Linked DNA regions of Mus musculus: regions 1, 2 and 3 are each linked to region 4. Evidence: chromatin contacts called from public Hi-C data. All regions are on one chromosome and are shown on one strand. The core of a region is the stretch at or near the end of the contact, and the rest is flanking DNA. Distances in the headings are between cores, read along the strand shown.

The links. A called contact is a pair of places that touch in the nucleus more often than the background predicts.
Region 1: a Hi-C map of pro-B cells shows a contact between it and region 4, with 2.2 times the contacts expected there. The contact joins two enhancer-like sites. A contact is called at or near these places in 1 of 484 Hi-C or Micro-C datasets (pro-B cells) and 2 of 115 datasets of contacts at active chromatin or transcription factors (large pre-B cells and pancreatic cancer cells).
Region 2: a contact with region 4 is called in a Hi-C map of liver, with 2.9 times the contacts expected there. The contact joins two enhancer-like sites. A contact is called at or near these places in 15 of 484 Hi-C or Micro-C datasets (CD4 T cells, LSK cells, the MNK3 cell line and 11 more) and 2 of 115 datasets of contacts at active chromatin or transcription factors (bone marrow-derived macrophages and pancreatic cancer cells).
Region 3: a Hi-C map of liver shows a contact between it and region 4, with 1.7 times the contacts expected there. The contact joins two enhancer-like sites. A contact is called at or near these places in 2 of 484 Hi-C or Micro-C datasets (epidermal suprabasal cells and liver) and 1 of 115 datasets of contacts at active chromatin or transcription factors (bone marrow-derived macrophages).

Annotation. Positions count from the first base shown.
Region 1 is chr17:4,740,840-4,744,013 of GRCm38.p6, forward strand. No RefSeq gene overlaps it. Among named protein-coding and RNA genes, the nearest start is that of Gm34371, 52 kb to the right of the region's middle. Within about 2 kb of position 1,647, at least 24 of the 459 cell types and tissues checked have an H3K27ac peak or open chromatin away from gene starts, as enhancers often do. A contact at or near this core is called in pro-B cells, where this site is marked.
Region 2 is chr17:4,920,432-4,923,963 of GRCm38.p6, forward strand. No RefSeq gene overlaps it. Among named protein-coding and RNA genes, the nearest start is that of Gm34507, 14 kb to the left of the region's middle. Within about 2 kb of position 1,595, at least 23 of the 459 cell types and tissues checked have an H3K27ac peak or open chromatin away from gene starts, as enhancers often do. A contact at or near this core is called in liver, where this site is marked.
Region 3 is chr17:4,867,177-4,870,589 of GRCm38.p6, forward strand. No RefSeq gene overlaps it. Among named protein-coding and RNA genes, the nearest start is that of Gm34507, 39 kb to the right of the region's middle. Within about 2 kb of position 1,450, at least 53 of the 459 cell types and tissues checked have an H3K27ac peak or open chromatin away from gene starts, as enhancers often do. A contact at or near this core is called in liver, where this site is marked.
Region 4 is chr17:5,188,156-5,191,238 of GRCm38.p6, forward strand. All of the region lies in intron 4 of Arid1b (AT rich interactive domain 1B (SWI-like)), which reads left to right. Among named protein-coding and RNA genes, the nearest start is that of Gm34854, 35 kb to the right of the region's middle. Within about 2 kb of position 1,801, at least 412 of the 459 cell types and tissues checked have an H3K27ac peak or open chromatin away from gene starts, as enhancers often do. A contact at or near this core is called in liver and pro-B cells, where this site is marked.

The sequences.
Region 1 (3,174 bases), core at 397-2,896, 450 kb before region 4:
TCAGCCCCTTTTCAAACATCACACATTGTTTCCTGGACTTAACCGTTTCTCACGAATGTCACCTCAAAACAGCCCTGAGTGTGCTGCTGTGACACTGCTATCTCTGTTCCCAAGCGTGGGCGCCCCTCCCCCACAGCAGATGGTCAGTGTGTGTGACTGCACTCATCACTGGCCTAGCAGAAAGCAGAGAGATCTGCTTCTTGGGCCTTGTGGGCCAATCTCGAAGATGTTCAATTTTGGGAGGGTCTGGTCACACCACACACCATAAAGAATTCCCCCTAGGAACTGACAGACAGATGAACTCCAGAGAAACACCACTATGGCCAGTCTTCACATAGCCCTCCTCCACCCACTAGCCCTAAGAGAGATGAGCCCCCTGACCCTGCTGCATTAAGCAACTTGTCACGGGATCTAAAAAGGAATCCTTTGTCACCCTCTATGATCTAAACAATTGTGCATAGGTAAGTACACTTGACCCTACTTCGTCCTTCCTCACAGTGGGTCCTTAATGGGTAGACTCCTGCTCTCTTCTCTTCTAGTGAACCCCAGGACCTGAACACCTGCTGGTCCTTGGCTCTGGGGTGTGTGTGTGTGTGTGTGTGTGTGTGTGTGTGTGTGTGTGTTGTCTCCAACCTGAAAAACTCTCTTGCCAGCCTGCCTCCCTGATGGTATTGGCATTTTCCAATCCTAGGAAAAGCCCATTCAGAACTGTCTTGACTGCACATCAGCTTCTGGAATCCTGAACCACGCATCCTAAAGAGCTTGCAGTCTTCCAAGGTTTGATGCTCGATGTCCTCAGCAGCTCTGGCTCTGCCTGTGATTAACACTAGGAATGCTGCTTGCAAATGGTCTTTAAAACTAGCCAACAAGACGATGAGTCACAGCCTATCCTCCCCGCCCCCTCACATGTCTATACTATATATTAATGAGGTGTGTCCAATTGAAAATTCAAAACCAAATATATTCATTAGCAATCTAAAAATAGCTGCCTCCCTGTGTGATTTTAAAGCCTGTGGGCTTCTTCTTCCCATGTTGATGCTCCTGGTTTGCCATAATAAAAGCAAGAAAAAATAATCTTTTAAGGTTAATAGCTTTGAACAATTAGTATAAATAATCGCCCACTTTGATGTTTTCTGCAATATTAATTTCAGAGCTGAGCGTATTATTTTGCTGAACCAGAGTGCTAAGCTGATTGGGAGTTAATTTTTACTCTCATTCTATTCAAGGAAGCGAACCTGTGACAGTCCCTATGCCATTATACCATCTTAGAACGATGATCCCACAGCTGTCCTATCTCTGATGGCTCTGACTTCTAAAGGCCATGTCTACAGGATGCTGTGTGTCCAGCAGGGCCTTACCATCTTGCCAAGAAATAGCCCTCCCTTTTGTAAGACTAGCAGAAATCGGAGCATTTTTGTATCAGAGACACCTGCACACCCGTGTTTACCACAGCAATGTTCACAATAGCCAAGACATGGAATTAGTCAAGGTATCCATCAACAGATAGGTGTCTTGGGATTTCTGCTGCTAGGATTAAACAACTTGGGGAGGAAATGGTAGAGTTCAACTTCTAACCCTCAGGTCACACTCTGTCATTGAGGGAAGGAACCTAGAGGGAGGAACTGAAACAGAAGCTGGGAAGGAACACTGTTAGCAACTTCCTTTCCACGTGGCTTACTTGGCATATATACTATACAACTTAGAACTACCCACAAGTCCCACCCCACCCCACCATTGGCTGGGCCCACCCACATCAACCATTGAGCAAGAAAGTTCCCTTCTGATTTGCTCTGGTGGTTTAGATGGGAATGGCCACCATAGGCTCATAGATTTCAATGCTTGGCCACTTGTTGTTCATTCATGGAACTGTTTGGGAAGAATTAAGAGGTGTGACCTTGTTGGAGGAGGTGTGGCACTGGAGGTGGTTTCAAAAGCCCACATGATTCCCAGTTTGCTGTCTCTGCCTCCTGTTTGTCTCAAATATGAGCTCTCAGCTACAGCTCTAGTGCTATGCCTGCCTGCTGGCTGCCATGCTTCTTGCCATGATGGTCATGAATTGACCCTCAGAAACTTTAATCCCCCAGTAAACTGTTTCTTCTCTCATTTGCCTTTGTCATGTGTCTCTTCACAATAGCAGAAAAGTACTTAAGACACTTCCCTGCAGATCGGTCTGCTAGAGGCATTTTTCTCAACTGAGGTGCCTCTCCTCAAATAACTCTAGCTTGTGTTAAGTTGACAGAAAACTAACTAGCACAGATGGATAAAGAAAATCTGGTTACAGACAAACAGATAGATGATAGGTAGACAGACAGACAGACAGATGAATAGTAGATAGATAGGTAAATAGATAATTTATAGGTAGGTATGTAAACAGGTCATATATACATACATACATGCATACAATATGCATGGATCTAGAGGACATTGTGTTAAGTGACATAAACTAGGCACAGAAAGACAAATGATGCATGTTCTTGTTCATATATTCATACATGCTAAAGATCTCATAGAAGCTAAGTGTAGAATAGTGACCACTGAGGACTAGGGAAGGGGGATATTCAGGGGCTAAATAATAGTACCAAATACAGTTAAGATCAGAGAAATTTGTGCTAGAGCTCTACAGTATTGAAGGGTGACTATCATTTATAGAAATGTATTATATTTCATATTTCAAAATAATTAGAAGGGCCACCTGCACCTAGAAATGGCAAGCACTTGAGGAAATGAAAACGATGACTCCTAACCAAAGAGATGGCTCAACAGTTAAGAATACTTGCAGTCCAGCCATGAGAAACTGAGTTCAAATCCAAGTCCCCACCTACAAAAAGCTAGATATGGCTGCATGCATCTCTAAGTCCCAGCACTATGGGGGACAGAAACAAGAGAATTACTGGGGCTTACCAGCTGCCAGCCTACCTTCAGGTTTTCTGAACAAATGACACTCCACAGGTGCTGGCTTGAAAAACGATATTTCAGATGCTCTAGGCAAGGGTCACCCTGAGGATTTGAGCCACAAAGCTAAGTACAGAGCTGGCCTGTGGTTAGGATCCACTACTGGGCTCTAAATGCTAGACTATACACAGGAACACCACAAGGGCTCACTTGTTCAGCCACTCCCTCTCACATGTGCAGTTTCCTCTAGAAGCCAGATGAAGCAAGCTGGTTTTAGCCAGG
Region 2 (3,532 bases), core at 345-2,844, 270 kb before region 4:
TTATGGATGCTGAAGTCTGGACAGAGCCCCCTATGAAATCTCTTTAATCATCTAACATCTTTTAGAAACTCCAGAAAGTGATCAGTGCAATCTCAATTCACTTTAACAAGTACAAACTTGTCAACGCAGAGCGAGGAGAGAGGGACCTGCATATGTCATGTCCTGGAGGCCATTCAGTCATCACAACATCTCCTTTCTCTGCACCACCTCTGATCTCCTCAAGGCCTGGTGGGTGCCCCCCTTGGACCTCTGTGTGCCATGAGATGTTATTGCCATTTGACATCCTTTTCTTTGGCCACAAAGTGACAGCACCTTTGTGGGTCTTATGACCAGTGTATCTCCTGCTTTGCCATATTCAGGAAGGGTCATACATATGCACCGTTAAACAGCCTGTTTCCCCTCCTTGTATCTGTTTGGCCAAACAAGCTCATTAAGTGTTGTATAGCAGTTGTTGTTAGTCTTTGCTCTTTTTCCTATTTTATAGATGAAAGAAAGTCTAGGAAAGAGGAGCTCTGTGCTTTTCACTAGAAATGCATTCAGAAGAGCAGGAGGAGGGCGGGGGTCTGGCTATCAATGGAGCACTCCCTAGACGAAGATGGTTGGAGACATCACTCAGTCACTAAAGGGTCAGCCCCTGGGTAGAGTGCTTGCCTAGTTTTTTGTGAGGCTCTGCATTCAATCCTCAGCATTTCAAAAGGGGGGGGGGCGGGAGCAGCCAGTGGGCAGTAGCTAGACATCAGGCCTGGTGATAGAGAAACTCGTGTTTGGGAGCATAATCCACACCTTAACACTTGGAGGTAGCCAACACCCTCCTCAGCTTAGACAGGCAAAGAGGTTGAAGGTCAGGGGACTGCACTTTGGCTCCCTCGGATAGGAACTAGAGAACTGGAATGTGAACTAAGTACCTTGGTCTTGGGTCTCATTCCAGCCCACGTCTCTCCAGCAGTGCGCCGTGTGCCCTTGGCGGGTGACCAGCTCCAAAGCTTGGTTGTCTCCTTCAGAGCTGCCTCTCTCCTATTTCCTTCACTTTTTAATTTGATTTCATTTATCATTAGTAGTTGGGGGGGGGGCAATGTGTGTACACAGAGTTGTGTGGAGATCAGTGCACAACATTCAAGACTCAGTCCTTCCCTTCTGTGAGTGTGTCCTTGGGGTGGAAGGCAGACATGCGGCTTCTGCAGCAAGCGCTCTTACCTGCGGAGCCGATTTGCTTGCCCTGGGTTCTACTTCTGAAAAAGCAATACCTATAGAAAGTTTCCCAACTAGAATTAAAATACCATCAGCTAAGGATGGACAGAGGCAGTGGAGGTTAAGTGCACCCTCTACTCTCACAGAGGAAGCAGTTTGATTCCCAGCACCCACATGGTGGCTCACGGCCACCTGAAATTCTCATTCTGGAGGCCCTGCTGCCTCTTCTGACCTTGTCTTCTACTGCACATACCTGGTGACACATGCATGCCTTTAGGTAATATACATACATGCAAAATAAAATAATTATTTAAAAAAAAGTATTGTCGATCTACAATCATTCAACCAGGGTGGTGAGTTACGAAATAGAGTTCAGAAATAAACACAAGATGATAAGAGGGAGCTTCCCGGTCAGTAGAGGAAAACCAGAGTGTTCTGGATAGCACAGGGAAAATCCCGGTGAGTGAAACTAGTCATAGGTGCCTAGTGAAGATGCTTGTTATTTCAATAGAGTACATCCCCCCAGTTTCCACCATGGCTGTTAAACTGTTAAGATTCAGGGTAAAGTTCAGAGTTCTGGAATCTTTTTCTTCCCATACTCTCCATCTTACAACATCCCAACGATAAGACCTCACACATATCCTGCAATACTTCCTGATTCCCCAAACGCCTTCCCTACCCCCAGCAGAGCAGGGTAAATATTTGTTCCCACTGTCTGTGCAGGGACTCTGCAGAGGTTAAGTTCCCAGCAGTGATGGCCCTATGAAATAGAGACAAAGGCCTCCTAACCCCTTGGGCAACTACTCAGCTCTAGATTTAATGTCTCCCGACCCCTCCCCATGTTCACACCACACAACGTAGCAATGGAAAACAGGCAGCATACCTGTGATGATCTCATCCCAGCGACTGTTCTCAAGCTATGGGCTTGCAGTGCTTCCCCGGGACACATACTTTACATAATTACACAGCATAGCTTTATTATAATTTCAGACTCTGTTTTTCCACTTTCTGTGCCTTGAGTCGGCAAATTGCTCGTGGTTTTGGACGAATGACTGATCCCTGCCTTTCCTGTCTCCCACTCACTCCTCTTCTGTAAAGCTACCTGTGTAAAGCTCCACCCCTAATCCATTGTTCACAAGTGAACCCCCTTCGCCTGACTACATGTGATCAGTTCCTCATCTCTTTCCCCACAGAGAGAAGTCCTGTCCTGTTGCTTCTCCCTGGCCTTGGGTCACACAGAGTGTACTTAGTTTCCTTTGCCTTTGGGACTTCCCTCTCGGCCAGCAGCTGTTCCATAGCCTCTGCCCCAAGTGCCTGTAGTAGAAGGAGGTGCCTGTTGCCTTCTGTGAGGTCTGGCCTCTCATTCCTATTCAGGACTCACTCCTCGGTAAACCCATGTCTTCCTGATTTAGCTACAGGAAAGTCATTGTGCAAACCATGAATCATTCCCAAGGTGTCCTCCATGGCCAGGGAGAAACTGCCCCTGAAAGCCACCATTATGTAGACAGTGTCACAGGTTCTGCAGGCAATAAGAAGTCATTCTTTCCACTCACCCAAATCAAACAGACGTTCCCATTTGCCCACTGCAGTCTCTTCCCTTACAACACAGATGGATTGAAAAAGAAAATGGGCAATTCCACATGTAAAAAAAAAAAAAAGAAAGAAACTTAAGTAGGAGTATCTAAGGAGTGTTAGGAATGCTAAAGTGTTAGAGAAAGAAGGGCAAGGAGAAAGAAGAGCAAACAATGGGTTACAGGGACGAGCGAGCATGATGGCATATACCCATATGTTGTGGTTCATCTGCACCTATGTACTCAAATGCTAAAGTCTGTACCCCAAATTTGGTTGCCCCAAGATGAGCAGCAGCTTTTATTGTACAAACCTTGCTTTGCAAATTAATTGATCAATAAAAGGCCAAGCCCTGTGATTGTGCAGTAGAGAGAAAAAAGCAAGACTTGAGTATCAAGTGAGGAGTCTCAGGAGAAAACGAGAAGAGAAGAGAAGAGAAGAGAAGAGAAGAGAAGAGAAGAGAAGAGAAGAGAAGAGAAGAGAAGAGAAGAGAAGAGAAGAGAAGAGAAGAGAAGAGAAGAGAATGGAGGAGGAGGCCTCCATGAGAGGAGGTGGACCATGAGCACACGGCCAGGAGAAACAGCAAGTGACAGGGGACATATGGCTGGGATGTAAGTTAGACAAGCTCAAACCCTGCCCAATCTAGGCTTACAGATTCTAAATAAAATAGCAGGATTGTATGGGTTTGTTTTTTTATACAGGCTAGATAGAATATAAAATTCTTACTATACCCATAATCCCAGGACAAGCACTTGGGGGGATCTCAAGTTCATGA
Region 3 (3,413 bases), core at 200-2,699, 320 kb before region 4:
GTATCTTAAACCTACTCCAGGCACAGCTGTTGTCCAAGTCTCTGTCTACCTCTCCACCTGCAGGTAATCTCCAAGTCTTGGCACATGCCCGCACCATGCTGGGCTTTGTGGGTTATTCCGCTCACTTCTCATGGCACCTCCTTTGGCATCTGTACCATTACTACACCACTGCTGCAGACCAGGGAAAGAGCTTGCCCAACTTAGCCCAGCCAACACAGATCAGAGCTTTAGTGGGCAGCCATGTGATCCAACTCAGGCCTATTCACCTTAGACCGTGAGGCTCCTACCGGGTTTTAAGGAGCAACCAGGAAAACTGAATACATTTCTACCCTCAAATATGAAAGCCAACTAGTTTAAACTCTTATCAACCCTGTAGAGTGAAGGTATACCCAATTGTCTAGTCAGCCTTATTTAGCAGATGTCAAAGCAAAAGGAATACAGAAATAAGGTTCATAAGTGAGCAAAATCCCTATTAGAAAATTAAACTTATGAGGTAAGGCTATGAACTCAATGTCTTTTAATTGCACTAAGATTGAACATCTAGGATGAGCCAATTCAGCCAATGACAAGGGAGGAGAGCTCACAGGGGTAGAGCCTCCTGCTCACAGGAGGGTATTCTCAAGTTTCTCTGTGAAGCTTGTCGGTTCTCTCCTTGTGGACGCCAACTTATCCCTCTGGTCTGAATCCAGATTCCCCACCCTGCCTTGGACTCGTTTCCTTTCTGTTTAGCAGAGATAGACGTGGTTTGTGAGGGTTTTTTTTTTCTTTCCTGCTTCTTTCCTGTTCACATTCACCCCACTTCTTTCCTCTCCCCTCTTCCCCTCATGTATGATAAAGAGCTGTCGCTCTACTTTTTCTAAAACCAGCCCCTTCTATCCAGCTTCTCTGCAGGCTGGCCTCTGCTTGGAAACCTGCACTACCCTCTCCTCTTAATGAACACAATAAATAAATAAATCTAAAACTGTGGCAGGAGAGTAAAGTGGAGAGAGAAGAATTAATATTGGCATAGGAAACAAGCCAGTTGGCAGAAACACTGGAAACCGCAGCCGCCAAGGCCAACCTGGAACAGAGCATGCGCCAAGGCCAACCTATAACAGAGCATGCGCCAAGGCCAACCTGGAACAGAGTATGCACAGGAATGCACACACTTGGAAATGACCCAAAAACCTGTGGTACTGCAATAGAAAAACCCCAATCATTTATATAGTCTTTGCTATTGAAAGTCTAACCTTTCCTGACTGGGTAGCCCTTCTCCTTGCCTCCAAAGGCTTTATTAACTAATTCTCTCTGTGTCTACCACTATCCACATGCGGCAGCTCCGAGTCCTTATTGAAGGGCATAGAACCTGGAAGTGCCAACAAGAGCCTTCCAGTTCCCGATATCTTCCTAGCATACAGCCTTCCTTCTGCCCATGCCACTCCCTGTTGCAAAGTTTACAAAACTCCCTGACTCACAGGAGTTGCCCCGGGTGTCACTCGCCTAGATTCCCCGGCGCTTTCCCCTGGATGTTAACTGCGGGTGTATAAGGTACTGAAATTGTTCCCACCCAGTTTGTTTGAAGGATACCACCCTAGTACCTCCTAATCTGTACCCTGACGACCCAAGCCGTCAGCTACCAGCTCAGCCTGTGCCCACCACCCACACTTTTGAACATTGTACGCATCTGCCCCAGAAACTTCTTTCTGGCAGGGATCCTGGATAACACCAGAGCTAAGGCAAACTTAATGTCTGAAGATTTCTTAACCTAACTGGTTCTGGCTTTAGGGCTGGCCATGAAAAATCTGGCAGGCCACTTCTAAGGCAGGAATGAAGACTCGGGATAACCCGCTAAGGGACAGTCCCAGCTCGTACTTTCTGTTGCTGACCTGACTCATACACCTGCCAACTTCCTGCTGCTCTGGTCCCTGTGCCCAGTATGTGAAGCGTTACTGCAAAGGCCACCAGCCACTTCTGCGGTTGTTCATGTCACCAAGGCTAAAGTCAATGAGAGACAAGATTGATGGCTTGTCCTTGAAAGTGTAACTCATCACCACAGTTTCTGGTGTGCCCCAAATTTTCTGTGTCTAGCTTTCTCCCCAACTCCTAGCGCTTCTAACTTAAAACCAGTACAAAGGAACTAGACTTCCACAGACTTTATGCCAGCTTTCACACTACCCTCTGGTCTAGTTGCTGCCTGAAATCCTATTTGCATGCCCCAGCCAGTGGCCTGGCTTCTCTGATCCAACCTGCCTGGATCCATACTGGTAAGGGCAGGAGACTCTAGGGGACATTAAAACTGGCACTAGCTTATGTAGAATTAGATATGGTTAGGTTTCCAGGCATCAATGTCCTGTCACTGACAGTAAAGAGAGGCCATTAGTAACCTGTGGTACACAATAGCAAACATATTCACTAAACTATCACTTACAAGACAAGGCTTTGGGTGTCCACATGGTGGTTGCTACAATACATGCGGTCAAAATAAGAAGTGTGTGATGCAGTTGCTTGCCTTAAAGAATTTAGCAAAAGAAAAAGATTCATTGAGGGCTTTTAGTTCACAGCTTTACTAGCTAAGAGACCAGAAAGCTCCTCAGACCATCCCAGAGGAAGACTTATCTCCTAGAATCAAAGCTTCTAAGATCCAACCCTAAGTCCAACCCAAAAATGCAATGCATGCAAGAGCCCTGAGTAGCACCCAGGTCAGAGCTTCCGGCCCATGGATGTAGCCCTTTCTTCCTGTCTGTTTCTCTCTGAGCTCTTCCCACAGAAAAGCCACCTGAAGGGTCACTGCTAGAGAGTCGCCTTGTGGAGACTGCCGTTTCTCCCCCAACCCCATTCACCAGTCACCATCGTCCAGTCACTGGCAAGTGTCAGGCGCTACAGTGTAGAGGACGGCCTTGAGGGCATTACATGCATACCAAAGAACCCAGAAGATGCTGTGAATGTCTGTCAAAAGTTTCCTAGGAAAGATGAATGGGAATTGGATCAGGTTAGAGAGTCGGGCTCATCTGTTAGTGTGGGTGCACAGTAAATTATGTATAGGTATGATGAGCAGACCCTAGATGCCATGTTAACCTGAATGGTTGGAGGGTCTCTTGAAGTTTATACAGTTGAGTTTCGACATTACTTTACTCATTGCTACACCTGACCCTGTTGGAGGGTACAATCATGGTGGAGAAGCATGGTGGCTGGATTGAAAGGTGGCTGGTCACACTGAGCATCCACAGTGAGGAATTCACAGAGAGGTCACCATCTCGCTCAGCGCTCAGCTAACTCTCATCGTTACCGGGTCTGTGACCCCAGCCCACATAGCGGAGGCACCCACATTTAGGATGGCTTTTTTTTTCTCCATCTCAATTGACTCAATCTAGAATCTCTCTCAAGAAGTGTCCAGAGGCTTAACTACTAAGTGATTCTAGATTTTGCCAAGCTGA
Region 4 (3,083 bases), core at 551-3,050:
TTCTACTGTTGTGTGGATGTAGGAGAGAGCAGTCTCAGCAAGGCACTGAAAAAGGACTAGGCTGGGGTGAGTTTGAAAGCAGGTTTTGGGGACTGGTCTTGTCATGCTCAAAGATAGCACTAAGGAAGTTCCATTTAAGTCACCTCACAGCCATGAAGTGACTGTCAACCACCTGCAGATAGCAGGGACAGACGCTAAGAAACTGTCTTAGGGACACAAAGTCAGTATTTGAAGGAGTTAAATATAACCTCACACCCTCTTACTCCAGGGCCCATGCTTTGCCAAGTACCTCTCCCTTGGCATGGAGGACGAGGAGCATGTGAAGTTCTGAACTGTAGCCTTTTGCATCTACCTGGGAAGAGGGGTGAGGGGGCGTGGTCCTCCATGCTGCCTCTTGCCTGGGCTCTGCTAGGTTCTATCCCCACTGCATGCTGAGTGCTTTCCTTGCCCAGCTCCAAAGGCCTATTCATCACTACCCACGATTCTGTGTTTGGTTTCCCTCTGCAGCCTGACTGCAGACCCGAGTTTGCCTATCTGTTGACTGCCTTCTTGGCTGCACCACAATGTGTAGCACTGTAAAATACCTGACCATGTGTTCCTTGCACCCCGACGGAGCCTGCGTTCATTTCACTACTGTCCTAACCACAAATGAAGGAAGGTAGTAATTTACTGAACCCAGAAACATCTGAAAATTCCTTAACCTCATAGCCTGTGCAGGTAGTACAACTTGGTACCATTTGGAGGACTGAAAAGGAAGAAAAGGCTAGAGGGCTGGAAGGAGGGCAAATAATGTCAGAAAAAAAAAGTGAACTTTTAATCAAAAAATCTCAAAATTTTAAAAATTTGAAATAAAGTTGAAAAATACTGAAGCATATTCCTGTGAAAATCATCTGTAGGAGAACAAATGGGGTGAAAAATTTGAACATTCACTGATGAAGAATTTGCCCAAAGCAATTTGTATGATTGCCCATTTTAGGTAAATTTACTAAGTATCACCTTTTCTAGTAACACAAATCCTAACATTTCAAGTGTACAAATGATTTAATTCATAGTATGTCAGCATGCCTGCTTGCCTTTGACCCTGCTGGTACTATACAGACTAGATATGGCTGAATGAGAAGTACCACATTGCAGAGCCTAGGTGAGCTGCGTCAACATGACAACAGTAACAGCATTTAAAATCATGTGTTCATTTCTTTAAATATCTGTAACATTATCCAAAAGTTTCATATATAGCACTTGGTTGTGACAAAAAATAGTAATGGTGAATTGGTGCTTTTGTTTTTGCTAAGCTCTCAGATTACTTAATTTTCTTCCAAAAAGTAATGACTTGGGATTTGTGGCTATACGTGACACACATATATAACCATAATGGGATTGTTTAGAGAATTTGACCATTCAACCCGGTAAGCATAAGGGAGCGCTCAGCAGGGCCTTGGGTTGGATACCTGGGCCTGCAGCTTGCCTGGCTGCCTAATGGCAGCCCTGAGAAGCCTAACCTGCGGGGCACCCTAAGTCTCACTGTCTGTTTTCACGTTCCCTATCCTGGAAACGTGTGCGTGGGGTTTCTTTGTTTTCCTAGCGCAGTGTGTCCCACAGCTCGCGGGCCAGTGAGTGACTAGGCACTCCTCCAGGGAGGAAGAGGGGAAGCAGCGACTGCGCAGCCGCGGGTGGGGAGCTCCCGGCAGGCACCGCGGTGGGAGGCCTGGCCATCGAGCCACGGTCGGGGCTGTGCAGGCCCCACCCCAGAGGGCTCACTCCCAAAGTTTCTGCTGACGCAGCCGCGCTCCCGGCGGTGCTCCCAGTTTCTCCGAAACCCTCCCGCGCCCTCTGCCTGTCCCTGGAGAGGAGTGCCGAGGCGAGGGCCGAGCGGCTGCCCTGTATCCCTGCTGGAGCCGTCCGCCCCTGAGGAAAGGGCCCTCCCCCACTGTAGCGGGGCCGGTTGAAACTTGCTTTGCAGAAAGAGACAAAGTTGTAGACTCCCAAAACCCAGAGTCTGGGAGGATCAAACAACACCCCCCCTTCCCCCTCCCGTAGGCTGGGCCATGGGGAGACCAGAAGGCCGCTGGAAAGTAGGGTGGGGTGGAGTGATGGGGTGGGGCCAGTGGGGCAGGCAGTGGGTGGGGCGCCAGGGGGCGGGCCTTAGGCCTAAGCTGTGCACCAAGACAGGCGAGATGGAGGGCAAGAGTGGCTGGAGCGGAGGGTAGGGCCAAAGGCAAAGACCCTAACTACATTTGTGCAGTACCAGTTGGAACCAAGTGCAAGGTTCCTTGATGGGAAAACTAATTCATAGCATTTTTAAATCCCAGAAAAAGCCTAAGCTTTTGTAGCGTCTCATCTCCTGTCTGTACCTTCTTAAATTAAAAAAAAAAAAAGTTATTTTATGCTACTGGGTGTTTTGCCTGCTTGCATGTCTGTGCACAGCGGCTGTTCCTGGTACCCATGGAGGCCAGAAGAGGGCATCATCAGATCTCTTGAAACTGGGATTACATATGACCTGGGAGTTGAACCTACAAGCAGCAGGGTTTGTTATCCACTGAGACAACTTTCTAGCCTCTACTACGTTAGTAAATGCTAAGAGGATTTGGGGGGAAAGACATTTCTGGAGAATAAGACTAATCTGTCTAGAAGACCTAAGGCCACTGTCTGCTCTCTGTTGCTCACCTTCTATGGTATAGCAGTGTAACCTTAGACCTTTCAAGTAACCTGCATGACACATACAAGAAGTTAGTCGACATACATATACCAGACTTAGAGGACTAATCAGCCAGAGCCTCTAGTTGATAAATTATTTCCACTGTGATCTGTAGCCTGAATGGTTTTTAAAGTCAATGCAGTTGGTACTATGAAGAGTGAATTATTGATAATCATTAACATGACGGATATTTCCTGACCCAGTAGCTTAATTTTGGAAATTTGACACTTAAAGTTTGTTACAAAGGTTATTAAAGAGACTCTGAGCAACAAGTGTTTTGCAGAATACATTTTGTTTGGGCTTATGCCTCATATTTACTATGCACGTGCATGGTATTTTAACACAAGTATGTTTATGATGTGTATACAATTAATATTCTATTAGGAAA